3 separate regions of the Ovis aries genome follow, and all the other regions are linked to region 2. The links are chromatin contacts, called in public Hi-C maps. All regions are on one chromosome and are shown on one strand. The core of a region is the stretch at or near the end of the contact, and the rest is flanking DNA. Distances in the headings are between cores, read along the strand shown.

Region 1 (2,700 bases), core at 66-2,565, 72 kb after region 2:
AATTCCTGCTGTGTATTGAACATTGTCGCCTCCAGGTGTCCCCTAGGCCACCCACACCAATTTCCAAAGTTAAGACTGAGCAGTAACTGTTCAGTAGATGTCACCATCCATCAGGTACTGGGTCCTGGTGAGAAAAAAAAAAATAAAGAAATTTGAATGGTTCTTTTTATGCAAGTACTGATCTGATTTTTTTTAAACTTCATTTGTTAATAGTTCTCCCATTTAAATACCTGTACATTTTGGTGGTTTTTAGTATATTCACAGAGTTGTGCAGCTACCCCCACAGTCCATTTTAGAACACCTCATCATTCCAGAAAGAGGCTTCATACCCATAACAGGGACTCCCTTATCCCTCCCCACCCAGCCACTGGCAGCCACCCTCTTTCTCCTTGCTGTCTCTGGGGATCTGCCTCTTCTGGATATCACCCAGTTCATGTGAATGGACTCTTGCGATGCGTGGCCCTTGAGTCTGGCCTCTTCCACTCAGCATGATGTGTTCAGGTGCCAGCCACCTGGTAGCCGTGTCAGTCTGAGAACATTCCCAAAGCTGTGTTTTTCCAGGTTAGATCCAGGAGATCCTTTTGGAGCTGGGAAGAACTGTGGAGATGGATTTCGTCTGGCATACCCTAATTTTAGAGATGAAGTTAAAGCGTTTATCACTCAGAGCAGTGTTCTTTAGTCATTAAGTCGTGCCAGACTCTTTCAACCCCACGGACTGTGGCCCACCAGGCTCCTCTGTCCATGGTATTCTCCAGGCAAGAATACTGGAGTGGGCAGCCATTCCTTTCTCCAGAGGATCTTCTTGACCCAGGGATCGAACCCGTGTCTCCTGTGTTGCAAGAGGATTCTTTACTGCTGAGCCACCAGTGTATTAGTCCTTAACATCTTCTCCTACCTCCCAAATTCACTTTTGTGTTGGGAAAGAGGGAGGAGGGAGGAGAAGACTCTGCTTCCTGTGCTTGTTTCTGGCATTTGACCCTGCAGGCCTGGGCTTTGAGTGTTCTTGGGACACTGTGCCTGGGTCTGGCTCACAGATGCCTGGCTGCCGTGGAATCTGTGAAGTGCATGCAGCAGAGTGTTTGTTGATCACGCCTTTGTAGCCTAAGTTTTTACCTCAGGCTGACCTCCCATGTCCCTGAGTCCTTTTGAAGGCGGAGGACACGAATTTGGTGGTAGCCTGCACAAAGACTTGTTTCTAGAGTGCAAACCTTGGAAGCTGTATTCCAGCGCCCCCTAGTGCCTGCTCTGGGGGTTGTCCTCCGGGTCCCTGCTTCCTGCAGGAGGTGCTGTTTCCTGTGGCTGCATTGGATCCCTGGAGAGCCAGCAGTGCACCACGCAGGTGACTGGCAAACGCCTTTCCTTCTCCTTACCTCTCCTGGGCTGAGGCTGTGTCTTTGCTTTTCCTTTAGCAGGAACACTGGTATTTCCAGTTTGGCCTGTGCCTTTCGCAGGCTGTACAGCCCTAGGCCCTAGAGGGCCTTCTGGAGTCTGCTCTGGCAACTCAGAGTGCCACGCCCTGGCGCTTGGCTGCAGTGAAGTGTCTTGCATCCACCCTAGCTGTGCTGAGGGCTTGCCCCTTTTCCTGATGTGTTTCTTGTGCATATATTTTTCATGTCCTCTCTAGAAAAGATCCGAAAATAATCAGACGGTAATAGTAGGAGTTCTGAAGGCCTGAGCTGGGGTCAGTGGAAGGGAGGGGAAGTGGAGCTTTATTCTGGTTGAGAGGACTCCTCTACCCCTAGGCCCCTTCCCAGAGCGGGGATAGGGCGGCTCAGCACCCTGTGCTGTGTCCTGACCCTCATGGCCTCCCCCCCGCCTCCTCCCCGCCACCCCCCCCCCCGGCCCGTCACCACAGCTGGGAGAAGAGCGTGTATGGTTGCTTTCTTGTTCCTCCTCTTGACTCCAGTATTCATTCAACTCTGGTGGGCCTGGCTTAAACCTCAGGGATCTGCCTCACTTGATGACAATGCCAGCATTTCTTTCGTGCTCTGTGGTCCATGGAGGGCTCGCAGTGGCTGTTGCCTGGGTGCCTGGGCATGCCGGCCCCTGCAGGCTTGGCAGGGACAGGGAAAGTGGGATTGCACTTCCTCCCTTGCCAGCCTCACAGTCGTGAGTTTCAGCTCTCGCTGCTCCTGCAGGACAAACGAATGCATATTGCCAGTGCCATTTTCTTCCCCACTAGATTGTAAATCCTGTGAAATCAGGCATTGACTCATTTTTATCTTTTTTTTAAAACCAAAACTTTTCCTTTAAAAACAGACTTTATATTTATTAATTCTCCAGAGGAAGGAAAATGTTTCATACATGTATAAGAAGAGGGTAGGTAAAAATTTTCCTCACAGCTGAGTGTTTTCAGTTTTAGTTTAAAAACAGCCCCAGCAAGCTCTTTATTTGGAAATAATTTTAAATTTATAAAAATTGCAGAAGTACAAAGAGCCCCCATTTTATTTTTTATTCATATTGACTGGTTAGGGTTGAACCTCACTTAATCATTGGGGTGTGTTTAAGTTCTCTCCCTCTTTATACAGATACCTGTACAAACTCACAAACACATGAAAATACAGACACGTTTTCTCTTACCCTTTGAGGTTTGAGGGTGGGTTACATGCACTGGGACCCTTTAGCCTCCTTGTCTGCTTGAATGTATATTTCCCATGAATATTCTCTTAAAGTAACCACAGTTGGACAGCTATCACTTCC
Region 2 (2,700 bases), core at 96-2,595:
GATTCAAGACAACCCAGGGAAAGGCACAAAGTTTACAAATCCTGAAGATTTTGCTTGACAGATTTCTTATATGTACACACCTGTGTAACTGCCTCCCAAAATACAGAATATTCAAAACACAGAATATTCCCAACCCCTTGAGACCCCACCCCACCTTCCATGTGCCTCTCCCAGTCAGTGGCTAGCCACCCACAAGCGGGACCACTCTTCTGACTTTTCACGCTGCAGATTAGCTTTGCCTTTTCTAAAATTTCACATAAATGGGATCATATGGCATGTATGTGTTCATATTCTGCTCTATATTCTACAAACAAAAACACATCACCAGCACATGGACAATGACGGCAGGAGAAAGGAGGGGGCTGTCGCTAACCATTCCTTTCTCCTTCGATAAGCACCAGGATTGTTTTTATTTTGGCTCTCTGACTGATGAAAGGGGAAACCCGGGAGGGCTGGACCCTGGAGTATGGAACTCCGTGAGTTAACGGTGGAAAGCTAGTGACCGTGGGGGCAAAGGAGCTGTCCCGCCTGAAAAGGTTACTGTGAGAGGGAGGAGGCTGCCGGTCACCTCTGGTTGTTCTGGATGCCCAGACGGGAGAAGGCGTTGTGGAGGCTTTAGAACGCTCCAATCTGGTTCCTCCAGCGCTGGGGGCGCCCAGGGTAGCCTCAGGCTCCTCCCTAGCATTGACCTTGTTCCAAAAGACCGGGAGTCCCCCAGAAGGCGTGTCTCCCTACCTGTGCACTGTTGGATGAAGTCCTGATATTCCGCTCCCTGCTCGCCGGGGACGATGGTGGAGCCGTCATATTTAAAAGTCACCCTTTGGATTGGGAGAAGAGAAAAACACACACATACACATACACATCAGCGTTGGTGCCTGAACGGTGCCGAGCTTCCACAGAACAATCTAAGAGATGCTCTGGCTAGCGAAAAGCCAGCGCTGGCTTTCCACGCTGTCCCGGGTTAAGGCTGCGGGGAGACCGCACGGGGATGACCCTTAATCCGTCCCGTCTGGAAGACGGCTCAGCGCACCAGGGCCCTCGCGAGCTCAGGCAGCGGGGCTCGAAGAGCAATGCAAAGTTCCTCACCAGATGACGGCCGAGCTGTCGTCGCGCACCAGGTTGTACGCCGTTCGGCAAGCCTCTTTGTCGATCTTGGTGGCCATCGCCGCGGGGCCGCAGTGGGGATACTGTGCTCGCAGCGAAAGATGAGCGCGCTTGGGGCCAGCTGCAGGGATCGGAGCGGAGCGGGGCGGGGACGCGCGGAAGGCGGGCGGGCAAGCGGGCGGGCGGTTGGCAACAGCAGCGAGAGAAGGCGAGCTCCGAGCTCCGAGAGCAGCTGTGGCTCCGAATGCGCGAGGAGCGCAAGCTAGACCCAGGCCACGCAGTCCCGCCCCCCTCGCCCATTGGCCTTCCAGGACGCATTAAGCCCCGCCCCCTATTTCTATTGGTCTTAGCGCGTATCGGGGGCGTGGCGTCTTTACTCACCAGCGGCCAATACCAGCCCGAGTGGGTTGCGCAACCCTGCGAAGGGGGCTGGAGAGGGGGGCTTTTTCGCCCTCCTCCCCTTCTCTCCTCCCCTCTTCTTCTCCCTCCCCCCTTCTCCTTCCTCCTCCTCTTCTCTTCTCCTTCCCCCAACCCTTTCGATGTTCTCCCACTCCCCTAACTCCTCCCCCATTTCCTCCTCCCCAAGCCCTGTTTCTCCTTTCCCTCTCTCTAGTTCCTCTCCCTCCTCCCTCCTTGAGTCTCCCTCCTCGAGTCTCCCTCCTCATTCACTACCCGCTCCTCACCTCACCTCCTCCCCTTGCTCTTCCCACTTCCCTAACCCCTTCTCCCTCCTGCCTCCCTATTCCCACCTCCCCTCCCTTCCCCCACCTCCTACCCCTAGTCCTCCTTATCGCCCCCAAACAACAACTCCGTTTACCTCCTTCCTATTCCTTGTCTTCAAGCTTTTGTCCTCTCTCTCTCTCTCACTTTGCATCCCCCCTCCTCCCTATCCCTTCCTCTACCTCCCTCCTCCCCACCAGGGCTCCTGGGCTGCAGAGCTCCACAGGGAAGCTCCACATGGGTGACTTACTGCATCAAACTGCCCCGCCCCAGTGTTGGGCTCCGTGGTTTCTAGGTAGGGAGAAATCGGAAAGAAGTAAGATTGTTAAATAGGAGGGGATAGAAAGTGGACTGCTTCTGAAACACTGGTGGGATCACTGTTTACTCTGTGCTCTGGTTATTTGCATTCACATCTTATCTCCCCCTTTGGGTTCCACTGAGGGCAGGAGCTGACTCATTCTGTCTTCTTCCTTCCCTCACTGACTCACTCATTCATTCCCTCCTGCAATAATTCCACAAAGACCAGTTACAGGGTTGAGGCAAGTAAAAAGGCTGGACCCCCCAAGACTCGGCTCTTGAATTGCATCCAGTGTTGCCTCTTTTTAACTGTGGGCCTTTGGACAAGCCTCAAAAACTCTCTGATTACTTTCCTCCAATGGGATAGTAATAGTACCGACAACATAAGAGTCGCACATAGCGACTAAACAACAACTACAACTGACATCATAGGTTTGCTTTATGATTAATGTTTAATGAAACTTGTAAACAAATATGTTAGACATTCAACAAAAGGTCATTGTTGTTGGTTATCAACTAAAATAAATCGTAAATAGAAACCCCAAAGGTCAGGGACAATGTTTAATTAATAATAAAATT
Region 3 (2,994 bases), core at 49-2,548, 94 kb before region 2:
AATGAATATCTTAAGCCACTAAAGTGCAGTCCTTTGCTCTGGCAGCAACAGGAAACCTATAAACTCTCATCAGTCAAATAAAAACTTTCTGCCTGTCACCACCTCTCCTCCTTCCTCACCCCTGCAGACACCTGCGATGTCTTGGTTTCAGACTTCTGACTCCCTCAACTGTAACAGAATAAATGAATATCTTAAGCCACTAAAGTGCAGTCCTTTGCTCCAGCAGCAACAGGAAACCTATAAACTTTCATCAGTCAAATAAAAACTTTCTGCCTGTCACCACCTCTCCTCCTTCCCCCACAAGCCTGCAGAGGGCAGAACAAGAGTCACCAGATGTAGCAGATAAAGACACAAAACACCCTGTAGAATTTGAATTTCAGACAATGACTATTTTTTAGTATGAATAAACCCAAATATTGCCTGAAAGTGAAAGGGTTAGTTACTCAGTCGTGTCCAACTCTTTGTGATCCCACAGACGATAGCCCACCAGGCTCCTCTGTCCATGGAATTCTCCAGGCAAGAATATTGGAGTGGGTTGCCACTTGCTTCTCCAGGGGATCTTCCCAACCCAGGGATCAAAGCTGGGTCTCTCACATCGCAGGCGGATTCTTTACTCTCTGAGCCACCAGGGAAGGAAATATTGCCTGGAACATACTTAAATAAAAAGAAAGGATTTGTTCTTCATCTGAAAGACAAATTTAACTGGACATCCTGGTTTTATCTGGCAATCCTAGTCAGAAACAGCAGCTGCAGGAGAAGGATAGAGCAGAGAAGAAGAAAACCACCCTCCCCCTTAAGATCCGGGGCATACACTCCAGGGGAGGAGAGAGATTTCATGTTAAATCCAGCTCCACACCTGTTAGCTAGGTATGACACAGCTTTAAGGAATGAACTGGGACCACTTTCCATCTAAAGTGAGCCTGGGAGCTAATTTCCTAAGAATGGAGAGAAAAAAATCCCAGGGAATGTCTGGGTGTTTCATCCAAGGACAGAAAGGTGGCTCTCTGCCTCCATCACACTGAGCAGGTAAGAGGGACAGCAGGAAATAAAGCTGGCTTTGTGATGGCACCTGCTACCTTGGACCAGTGATAATGGGATGGATTGGCTCAGTCTCCAACCCAAGGTTGGGTGCAAACAGATGCTGGCTGCCACGAGGAACCCTGTGCTTGCTCTTCCCACAGAATAAGGAACCACCACCGAGGGGCTAAAAGCAGGACTCTTCCATTTCCCAAGCCCAGACGCGGCACAGCTAACATAGCCATGTGCCCACAAGGTGGCGCTCATGATCACCACAAAACAATGTGCTCTGGTCAGTTTTCACAATGAACATTTCGGAACAGGTTTTAGATTTACAAGCTTGTTGAGAAGAGGATACTGAGAGAGTTCCTGTGTATGTCTCAGACTGAGTTTCCCCTGTGACTAACATCTTACATTAGTGCTGAACATCCATCACCACTGATGAACCAATATTGATTCCTCGTTACATTCTCCTTAGTCATCACATCTCTTTAGGCATCTCTGGGCTGTAACAGTTTCTCAGGCTTTCCTGGTTACTGATAACCGGGAGAGGTGTTTGGTAAGGTGGCTCTCTAACAGGATTCATCAGAGCTTTTCCTCATGGTTAGACTGGGGTTGGACTTTGGGGGATGAAGACGCCAGAGGTACAGTGCCCTTCGCACCACAGCGTGTCAAGGGTCCATGTGGTCCCTGAGAGTCCTCACTGCTGGGGTTGACCTTGATCACCCGGCCAAGGTCGGCCCTGTCCAGTTTATTCTCTGTACGCTTGCTTGCCTTTTCCATAATAAGCTCCTTGGATCGTGTGTGTGTGTTCTAAGGTTTCCTTTTGTTGGTGGGGGGGGGGGGGCGGTAGTTGTGCTGAGCGGCTTGCAAGATCTCAGTTCCCCAACCAGCAACTGAACCCAGGCCCCAGCAATGAAAGCCCAGAATCCTAACCACTAGGCCACCAGGGACCTCTCAAAGGTTTTACTTTTTTAAACCATTTCCTGTCTCTCCTGGTTCAGTTAGGAGACTAGGGGTGGGGTAAGAAGAAGGGCCTGGGGGTGCCTGCCACACGGTGGGAGAACAAAGTGGAGACACACAGCCCAGGGTTTACAAAGGCTGGACCCTAAGACAGCTACTTGAGGTTCTTGCTTCTTCCGGTCCCACCAATGATCCAAGTTAAACACCATCAGTGTCCTTGAAGGGGTCACAGGAAGGAAAAATCCAGGAGGGGGCAGCCACGGAGAACAGTTAGAGAGCAGACCATGCCACCCTGCCCGGGGAGCAGCACCAGGCATGTGGGGTCCGGAGAGCCTGGCATCACGCATGCGCCCCCCACACCCCATGCGGCCCACACCCGGCCCCACAGGAGGCGCCCAGGATGGAGGCTGGTTGCCCCCTACTCCATCCAGGCCAGTGTCCTTGTAGCTCAGTGAATTTCCACCAGTTAAGCCAGATCACACCTCTCTTAAAACACTTAAAAAACACTGCAGCAACTTCCCACCAACCAAGGCAGACCCTGTGGGCCCCACGGCAAGGCCAAGCCACCTCTCCACGCCTCAGGCCTGGAGCGCATGGACTTCCCCAGCTCACACGGGCCCTTCCATCACCAGGACGAGGTTCCCACTTCCTCCATCCCCTCACCTTCAGGCCTTGGGTCAGAGCCCACCTCCCAGAGACCTTCCTGCCCTCTGCCCCAGATGCCACTGTGAAGTGGAAGCCGAGAGGGTAGTGTCCCTTGAAGACACAACAGGGTTCAAGGGCTGTGCGGGAAAACCTAAGTTGGCTGGCAGGGAAGACCCCAAGGATGAGCCCTGGGGCTCAAGGATTTAGCCCCATCCCTTGACCGCCACCCCCCACCCCAAGGCTTAAGTTCTGCAGTTGATTCCTGTGGCCACCTTTGGCCTCCCGTGGGCACATTCAGCAGCCTCCTTCACGGTATTTTGCGAGCCAGGCGCTCTGTGGGGTTAGTTGCATCCTGGTTTTGCAGTCAGT

The links. Hi-C and Micro-C count contacts between places; a contact is called where the count stands out from the background.
Region 1: a Hi-C map of hypothalamus shows a contact between it and region 2, with 7 times the contacts expected there. The contact joins the enhancer-like site here to the promoter of COTL1 in region 2. A contact is called at or near these places in 12 of 16 Hi-C or Micro-C datasets (blood, hypothalamus, liver and 6 more).
Region 3: a contact with region 2 is called in a Hi-C map of blood, with 7 times the contacts expected there. The contact joins the enhancer-like site here to the promoter of COTL1 in region 2. A contact is called at or near these places in 14 of 16 Hi-C or Micro-C datasets (blood, hypothalamus, liver and 6 more).

What each region holds. Positions count from the first base shown.
Region 1 is chr14:10,429,201-10,431,900 of ARS-UI_Ramb_v3.0, forward strand. All of the region lies in intron 1 of USP10 (ubiquitin specific peptidase 10), which reads left to right. Among named protein-coding and RNA genes, the nearest start is that of USP10, 21 kb to the left of the region's middle. Within about 2 kb of position 1,316, at least 25 of the 54 cell types and tissues checked have an H3K27ac peak or open chromatin away from gene starts, as enhancers often do. A contact at or near this core is called in hypothalamus and liver, where this site is marked.
Region 2 is chr14:10,356,914-10,359,613 of ARS-UI_Ramb_v3.0, forward strand. COTL1 (coactosin like F-actin binding protein 1) reads right to left here and starts at 1,346. Exons shown (of 4, transcript XM_004014943.4): 1 at 1,087-1,346; 2 at 736-818. The coding sequence starts at 1,163.
Region 3 is chr14:10,263,078-10,266,071 of ARS-UI_Ramb_v3.0, forward strand. All of the region lies in intron 1 of MEAK7 (MTOR associated protein, eak-7 homolog), which reads right to left. Among named protein-coding and RNA genes, the nearest start is that of MEAK7, 25 kb to the right of the region's middle. Within about 2 kb of position 1,299, at least 11 of the 54 cell types and tissues checked have an H3K27ac peak or open chromatin away from gene starts, as enhancers often do.